2 separate regions of the Triticum aestivum genome follow, and region 2 is linked to region 1. A link is a contact called in public Hi-C data. All regions are on one chromosome and are shown on one strand. Each heading gives the region's core, a stretch centred on a gene start, on an enhancer-like site or on the middle of the called end of the contact. The rest is flanking DNA. Distances are from core to core; before and after follow the strand shown.

What was found. A called contact is a pair of places that touch in the nucleus more often than the background predicts.
Region 2: a contact with region 1 is called in a Hi-C map of leaf, with 3 times the contacts expected there. The contact joins the promoter of LOC123087285 here to the promoter of LOC123087284 in region 1. A contact is called at or near these places in 3 of 5 Hi-C or Micro-C datasets (leaf and an unstated tissue).

The regions. Positions count from the first base shown.
Region 1 is chr4A:592,594,008-592,598,051 of IWGSC CS RefSeq v2.1, reverse strand. LOC123087284 (serine/arginine-rich SC35-like splicing factor SCL30) reads left to right here and starts at 1,263. Exons shown (of 8, transcript XM_044509255.1): 1 at 1,263-1,386; 2 at 2,145-2,298; 3 at 2,412-2,489; 4 at 3,459-3,623; 5 at 3,697-3,737. The coding sequence starts at 2,153.
Region 2 is chr4A:592,740,680-592,745,214 of IWGSC CS RefSeq v2.1, reverse strand. It overlaps LOC123087285 (BEL1-like homeodomain protein 7), which reads right to left and starts at 1,665. Exons shown (of 6, transcript XM_044509257.1): 1 at 1,526-1,665; 2 at 80-183.

The sequences.
Region 1 (4,044 bases), core at 14-2,513:
GCTCGTGCGCGCTTAGGAGGGTGGGAGGGGGTGGGGGTGCACTTCGTCGAGCCAGAGCACACCTTCGCAGGCGCTAACTTGTGTGCACTGGTCCGACGCCACACGGTCGTACAGATTTCGAAACCACACATTTGTCCATACTAGCAGAGCGTCTCACACACCTGTCATTGAGTAAACACGCAACCATTCGGTCCTGCGCAGTCGTTCAACCCTTTACAACCGCCGGACACCGCACCGTCGTCCAACGCCGAGTTGCTATATTTTTTTCACTCCTCGCCGGCGACCCTTAGGGTGATAGAGCGCGAGCTCGGTGGCCACCACCGGCGGAGCTACGTTAGGGCCAAACAAGGCCGTGGCCCGCCCAGCTTTTCCAAAAAAATATTTATACCTAAGCTTACTGCTCAGCTCACAGACACACAAGACTAGTCAGCATGCAGCAATTCAAGTTTAGCACCATGTTTAGCAACCTGGCCCGCCCAGCTTTTTGCTGGTAGCTCCGCCACTGGTGGCCACCATCGTCGTCGGGATTGAGCTTGCAACTGTAGGAGCCATCCTTGGCTATCTCACAACTAGGCTACGTGCTGGGACTTCAGCTCCTATTGTCGCTGGCCAACCGCCACAACATATGTTCCCCATTTGGCGGCAAAGGGAAGAGGGAGAAGGGATTTGGGCGGGGAAATAGATGGGAAGAATATGAATGTTGGGTTGTATCGGTTTTCTAGGTGATGTGGTGCCACTTAGTTCAGAACCAGTCAAAAACACATAGATGTTTGTCTTTTAAATGGTTTTGAGAGTTGAGGGTGGAACTTGGACCAAACTGAAGTCAAGGGTTGTAATTGTACTTAGCCATATTTTTTTTCCTTTTTCCTTTTATTTTTCGATTATTTTCTTTTTGAGTTTTTTGGAAATTTCGTTTTTTTAAAGAATTTAGTTTTTTTAATGTTATGAATTTTAAAAAATGTTCATATTTAAAAAAACATTCATAAAATTCAAAAAAAATGTTCTTAAAAAATCACTTTTTGAAAACAACCAATATTAGTTTTTTTATAGGAAAGAAAGATTGAACACTGAAAACCCCAATGAAAAACAGAAAGAAAAAAATCGCTGGAAACCTTCCTTAGAGTTGCTTTTAGAATTGGGCCTGCGCACGCACGTCGACTGGGGCAGGGACTTTGGGCCTTGCTTTTAGAATTATCGAAACAAGGCCCATCTGACTGAAACTCAAATAGGGTTACAATACAGGCCCACAAGATAGCAAACCCATCCTTTCTATATATCGCGTCCTCGCCACCCCCACCTCTCTTGCCCTCTCTTTCCCCTCGCACAATCGCGGCGTCGGCGGCTGCGGCGGAACCTCCCCGGCGATCACCGGACTCACCCCGGCAGGTACCGCGCTTTCCTCCCTCCCCACCTGTATCCGCGTGCCCACGACAGCGTTCGTTCCTACGCGTACGCGTGCTTGCGCGGTCTTTCGCCGGAAGCCCTAGGTCTGCGGCGCGGGCTTAGATCCCCGGCGTATTCGGCGGGTTCCTTGCTGGTCCTCCCGGGGCAAACCCGCGGTCTTCAGTTTTGACTCCTGAAGTCTCATCGCCCGCTGGAAATATCGAATCTTGCCCCAGAGAGGCTCGTTAGGCTGTTCATGTCACGCTGTTCATTAATCATCACGCTGAATCAACTGTACTAGACGTGGCAATAGGTTGGCTGACGCCGCATTGTCTGGAACTTGCCACAGAGGTTGTTTGATTCTTGGTATTGAAAACCGTAGAAAAGATTCTTGTGTGCTAACTTGCATGCAAGTCCACGGGAAATTTTGCTTTGTCTTCATGGCAGCCATGGCAATCACCTAATAATCCTTCAAGAAAATTCATGCATTATTCCCGTGGTGCGACCAAACAATGAAATTTTGCTTTGTCTTCATGGCAGCCATGGCAATCACCTAATAATCCTTCAAGAAAATTCACGTATTATTCATGTGGTGCGACCAAACAGTTTATAATGTTAAATTGTTACCTTCTTCGGTGTTTTCAATCTACGACTTAACATGCCATAGCATCCAACTCCTACATTTTTTAACTGTCTCTGTGTTTTTGGAATCCTCAAATCAAAGAGGGCCGTAACATGTCATGTGGTGTATGTAATTACAGGCAAAGCAATGAGGAGGTACAGTCCCCAATACCGGAGTCCCCCAAGGAGGGGATATGGTGGCAGAGGTAGAAGTCCCCCAAGGAGGGGATATGGAGGACGGAGGGAGCAGGGTTCAGGAAGCCTCTTGGTCCGCAACATCCCATTGAGCTGCAGGTAGAATTACTGTGACATGGATACAGCTTTCCTGATGACTTCGTTTTTCACGAAAGAAGAATATTTCACTTCTCAAGGTATTTACCTTAGTTTTGTTCTCTTATCTGTGGCAGGCCGGAGGATCTACGGGTTCCTTTTGAAAGGTTTGGTCCTGTTCGGGATGTGTACCTGCCAAAGGATTATTACACCAGGTAGGTTTTATGTACTCGCACAATTTATTTGCAGTTGGCAAACAATTTTTGGCCTTGTTTCCCATGATAATGTGAAATATAGAAAAATAAGGACTTGAATGCTTATCTACATTGTTGTTGCATAAGATTGGTAATCCCAGCCTTTTTTTCATGAAGAGATGTTGTGAGCATATCTTTCAGATTTGGTGTGATTTTGGTTTGCAATCATGTTTGTGCATTAACGTTTAGGCCCAATGAAAATACTCTAGTCATTGCAGTCTGTTCATGTGCTTCGGTGATTAATTTTTGTCACTAGAATGTGTGATTAACCAATCTGGAAATGCTTATATTACCTTGTCTTGCGTATTCATCCATTCCTATGATAGTATCTTTTTTCTGAAATAATTGCCAGGGTAGTATTGGTTTGATGCAAAGTACAATCCCTTGATTTGTTGAAGAATGTTTTTTATATTCCTAACAATTCATTTGCTTGGCAAGATAGAGTCTTGTCCGAATGAAGAAGTTCTTCTATGAAGACAAAGATTTGATTTGAGAAAATTAGTTTCGTGAAGAGAAGATAAAGAGAGTTGTATTGGGTAGTCCATGAGAAGATTAAATGAAGCGAAGTTCATTTGAAGTACTTTTGAGACTTTTCAAACATTGAGGAACTTGAAGCGAATGATTTTACGAAGATGCTCTTTATGAGGATCACCGTACTTAGTCATTATACAAGAAATTTGTACAAGAAACTTGGATACTAGGGCCTGGACATGTAGCTGTGTTTTGCAACACTTGCTTCATGTTTGATGGAAAATGTGTGTAAGTTGTTGACTGTGCGTCGTCAAGATTCATAGAGGGCACACTGCATTTGAACTGTGATGGTAACATGAGAGGCCCACACACTCTATGAATACTTCTTGCCCTCTTTTTTGTCTGTTATCCCATTAATTTCATTTATCCTACTTTGTCTAATGAAGTCGTTATACGCAGGGAGCCCCGAGGGTTTGCATTTGTGGAGTTTGTTGACCCTTATGATGCCTCTGATGCACAATATCACTTGAACCACACAGTATTTTTTGGCCGAGAGATAACTGTTGTTGTTGCTGCCGAGTCACGGAAAAGGCCAGATGATATGCGTAATAGGGCTAGAATCAGGTATGTTATTCCATTCTTGTGAAATTCTTCCTTATCTTATGTTATGTGCTCATTTGCACTGGTTACTTCGCAGGGGGTATTCTGGTGAACCTGAAAGGCGTCATTCCCGTTATGGTACTTTCTTATCATTAATGTTGTATGATTTGCACTCCTGCGTACTCTGAAATGCTAATCCAGAATTCTGAAAGCTTCATTCTATTAGGCTGTTTATTTATCCCAGTTTAGACCTTGCAGTTGCATGTAGATAGAACAATTTAGATCTTTTTGCGGAGAATGCATTATCTCTGCTACACCTAACAGGTTGCAACTTGCAACCCTGCAGTTGCAGGAAATTATTTATTTGTTCTTAGCGTTCATATAATTGTTCTTTTGCATAGCATGTGGTTTTGGTCCTTTTGCACCCTCTAGTTAATGTAACATT
Region 2 (4,535 bases), core at 416-2,915, 150 kb before region 1:
TTATTTTGTGTTTCTGAAGAAAATATTGTTATTTTGCCTGTTCTTGAATGAAATACGATTATGTGCTGGCCGGCAATACCTTGTCTGATCAATCATTGATGGCCGAGGCGTGCGCAGGACTCCTTCACCAGCTCAGCGGCAACCACCGAAGATACGGGCGTGCACCGATGATTCAGGATGATTCTGGAAGAAGAGATGAATGAAATGGCATCAGATGGCTAGCTAGATAGAAACTACTTTCATACTACTTGTTTGCAGCTCGGATTTTAAGTAATTTTCAATGATACGACAGAGGTGGGAGTGGTGAGCCAGGAGCAATGTCCAAGGCACAGCCTTGTTGTCAGTTGTCACACGCAAAAGATGAATATAATAACTTAAAATTCTGATGACAAGAGCTAAGAGTTCCCTTGCACAGATAAATGCTGCACTACAAGATACAGCAAAACAAGAGACGAAAAATAAGAGCATGGGTTTCATCAGGGCATCCAATGAAACAAAGATTCAAGGATCAGCAAGCAAAGATGGAAGGGTTCCCACTGTAACCAGATCTACTGGTAGCTGGAAGAGTGCCCAAAAGCCAGCTCTACTGGTAGCTGGGGGAGGGGAAGCAACTAGAAACTCAGATTGAGGTACCAAGACCGCATATGAAACACAGAATTCTAAGAGGATACCCAAGAATTCCATACCAAAGAGGTGAAGAGGGGGTAATTTCTTGAGGCATCAAAAACAGGGGAACCAAGAACTTGAGGCCAAAACCCCCAATACCTTCAGTTCCTCAAGAATCCCAACTCTAGGCTGCACTAAAATCCACAGCCAAGGCTCCTAATCTCTCCCAGCTCCTGAACTGAAGAACCCAGGCAGAAACACCAAGAAGAGGCCTCGCAATTCAGAGAGGCTAGCTAGCCACATACCTATCGCCGCACTCAAAAGCCAAGAAAAGCTCACCAACCAATCATTGGAGCCGATAACAGCAGCACCACACGGAAAGAAAAAAGATAAACAAAAAGGATCGGTTGCAGTTGCAGTTGCACCCACTCAGATCAGACACCCCAATTCCCCGAAGCGAAGAAGCAGCAGCAAGAACCAGAGCAGCAAAATCACGCGAACATGCGCAAGGAATTTCCGCCCCTGCCGCCGCCGCCGCCGCCGCGGCCAGCGGAGGGGGGGGCAATGATGCGGAGAGGGGGATAGAATATTGGGGAAAGGGAGGGTGACCTGAGGGCGGGGGGCAGGCAGCGGCCGGCAGAGGGATTGCTGTCACGAGCCCCGCAAGCCGATCTTGGCTGGGGATAGCGGGAGGGGAGAGAGACAGCGGCGGAGAGGAGAAAGAAAATCGGTGAATCTTTGCTCCTCCCTCTCTCTCTCTCTCCTCCGGCACGGGGACAAAATCAGATCCCTCCCACCCGGGATTACAATAATCTTGGCCGCTGCTGCTGCTTCTTCAACCTTCCGCTGCTGCTTCTTCTCGGGCCCAAAAAACAAATGGGTAAACAAAGCGGGCACCAACCACTAACGACTGTCATACCAGCATATGATAATGCGGAGGAGGGCTCCGGCCGGAAAATTTCCCTCTTTTTCTTTCTCGGCGTTCTTTATTGCTGCTGCTGTTAGCGGAGGATGGGACGGGACGGGATGGATAATTGGGTGGGGTGGGGTGGGGTGGGGGGCGTTCGGGGGCGGGTTTAGGCTTTAATCCAAACCGGGAGCTGTTGGGGAGGCATTTGGTTTGCTTGTTTGTTTGGCGGTGCGTCCACCACCACCACCACCACCACGGCCTCCTTCGAGGTGCTTCTTCTCGTTGTTCCATCCACCGTAACGCGTGTTGATTTGATTTGATGTATCGTGGAGCTTGTTTATGGTTTTAATTATGTGATGTTGTGTCAGGCTGTGCTGGGTCTGGCTTATCATTATTGCTGGGATTATGGGATGTGACACAAAGTCTAAAACTGATTTATTGGGAGAGGGTTTTGTTTTTATTTATTTTTAGAATGCGGTGCAGATGCAGAGGCATGCCATGTTGAGGTTGACGAAGTCATCACAGGCGTCTCGTACTCGACGGGAACAATGCAAGCACCGGGATTTGAACCCTCGTGGGTTGGGGTTACCGCTGTCCTCATTACCATCCAGCCGTGGATTGGTTCACGGGAGAGGGTTTTATTGGGGAGTATGAAATAGAGGTGAGTTTGTGACATGGCTACTCGGATGGTTAGCGAGGTGGTTGTGTTGTATTGCACGCCCCTTTCTCCGACGGATTATTCTTGCGGTTGTAAAGGGTGGTCATGGCGACCGAGAAGGGTATGCATGCGAGATGGCATCGGATATATAAGATCATGTGACTTGGTTTGTTGTCTTGGGGGTACAAACCCCGCCCTGTAACGCCTAACATGCGGCTCTAGCCCGATCCAGACTTGAAAATCTCGATGGGGGTAGAAACGAATATCGCGACACATAGCAAGGTGGACATCATTAAAAAGTACCGTCAACTGAATAGAAGAGAATATAAGATATAGTTGGCTTACACTCGCCACAAGCTACAACATGAATATCTCAATACATCAATACATAGCGGTCATCATGCAGAAGAGCTTTCTTCGACCCATCGTCTCCAGAAGAATGAAATGCATAAAACCACCAAATTCATATCCTAATTAGAAAAAATGTCGGAATTCAAAACCTGACAAAACACATTATCTTTGATAGTGGTAAAAACACCGACGAAACTTTTGAGTGAGTTTTGACGTGGTAAAGCTTGGCGACGGGTGTGACGGCAAGCATTAATGATCATTAACGGATCGGTCAGGGCGGCACTCTCGGTCTGAGGCGCGGGGTTGGCTCACTCTCTCCCCCGTCATTCTCCTCCCCTTGTCAGCGGTAGAGGGGGCATAACAGCCCACCATGCCGATGGCGATGGGGGGGGGGCACGGCACACCACGACGGCAACAAGGGCAATTGTTGTGGTAACAACATCTTCCATTCCTTGTCACCACTGCTGAAGCACGGCTGCGGTGGCACTCACCAGTAGGAGGAGTTGTTTCACTTATCTCTCATTCTATTTAGAAATTAGGTTTAGACCTAGGATTTGGGTATTATGGTTTGTGTTTGTGTGGGAATTAGGGTTTGTGGTCAGTTTGGAACTTAGGGTTAGGGAAGTGTCGATTGGGTGCATTGAGAGCGATCAGTGTGTGTTGATTCAATGAATCATTGAACAATTAGTCTAAGTTGTATATTTGGGAGTGGGTGTTGTGGACTGTATTAGTTCATATTTTAGAAAGAACTAGTCCAGACATATTTTAGTCTAAACGAGACAATTGACAGCCCCCATACTAGTCTGAAATATAGATTTGGGAGTGGATGCAGTGCATTGTTTTAGTTCATAAATTAGTATGTTTTAGTTATACATGCGGATTTGCTTGCATTTATGTTTTGCTGATTTCTACCAATCGAGGAACTTCACTTAATGGAGATATAAGAGAGAGGATGAGAAGAAAATCATGAGAAGACCTTTTTGTTATCATAAAATTGAGACTTATGGGCAAGGAAAGGGTGTATCATCCAACAAGGCTTATGGGCATGCTGTTTACTATTGTTGCTGAAATTGTGAGCTGCAAGTTGCTAGTTATTGATAATGCGGGTGATCGTGTTGTGGTGATTCTGGTATTTGTTCTTAGATGTTTGAATTGAGAATGTTGTGATCATGTTGTTATGATTTGGGTCTAGCCATTTGCTTTAGAATAATGACATTAGACTACAAGATGTTTGATGTCTGTTACACCAGAAGATGCACAAATTCAAACAAATAGAAGATTGGATTGTGTTGTTAGGCCATAATTTACCAATACAATGATCTAATTGGTTTGCCAAAACACCAACACATTCATCATGCGTGATACATTAAAGATAATTGACAAACAAATTCAGACTCGTGAGCAAAGTGTGATACATCACATATTATGGTACATCACAGATAATTGACTAACATCAGAGGTAACTGAATTCAGAGACAGTTGAATAGAAGATTCATACAAACATCGTCAGAGGTAAAGGAAATTGGTCCAATGCCACCTTGTAGTTGGATGTGGAGCTAGGCTTGTCTGCCTTCTCGCCCACTGGAAGATCTGGTCATAGGTATGAGTGCGGTCATTGGGAGGCACTGCTCATACTCTGCTTCATTAAAGAGCCCTGAGATCATATCTGAGAGTTGCGCTAATAACCCACAAGTATATGGGATTAGTTGTAGAATTTACAATAAATAAGAGTGTCGAACCCAATAAGGAGCTAAATGTAGAATTAATATTCTCTCAAGTTCTATCGACCACCGATACAACTCTACGCACACTAACGTCCGCTTTACCTAGAACAAGAAATAAGTAGTTTGCGAGAATAGAAAGATAGCTTTGCAAGATAATAAAGAGTTAGTTGTTGTTTCAAATTTTAATAAAAGAACAATAAAGTGAAGGTTTTTGAAGATCAATGAGAAAAGTTTTGTCCCTAGGCAATTGAATATGACACGATAGTGATACTCATCACACTTATGA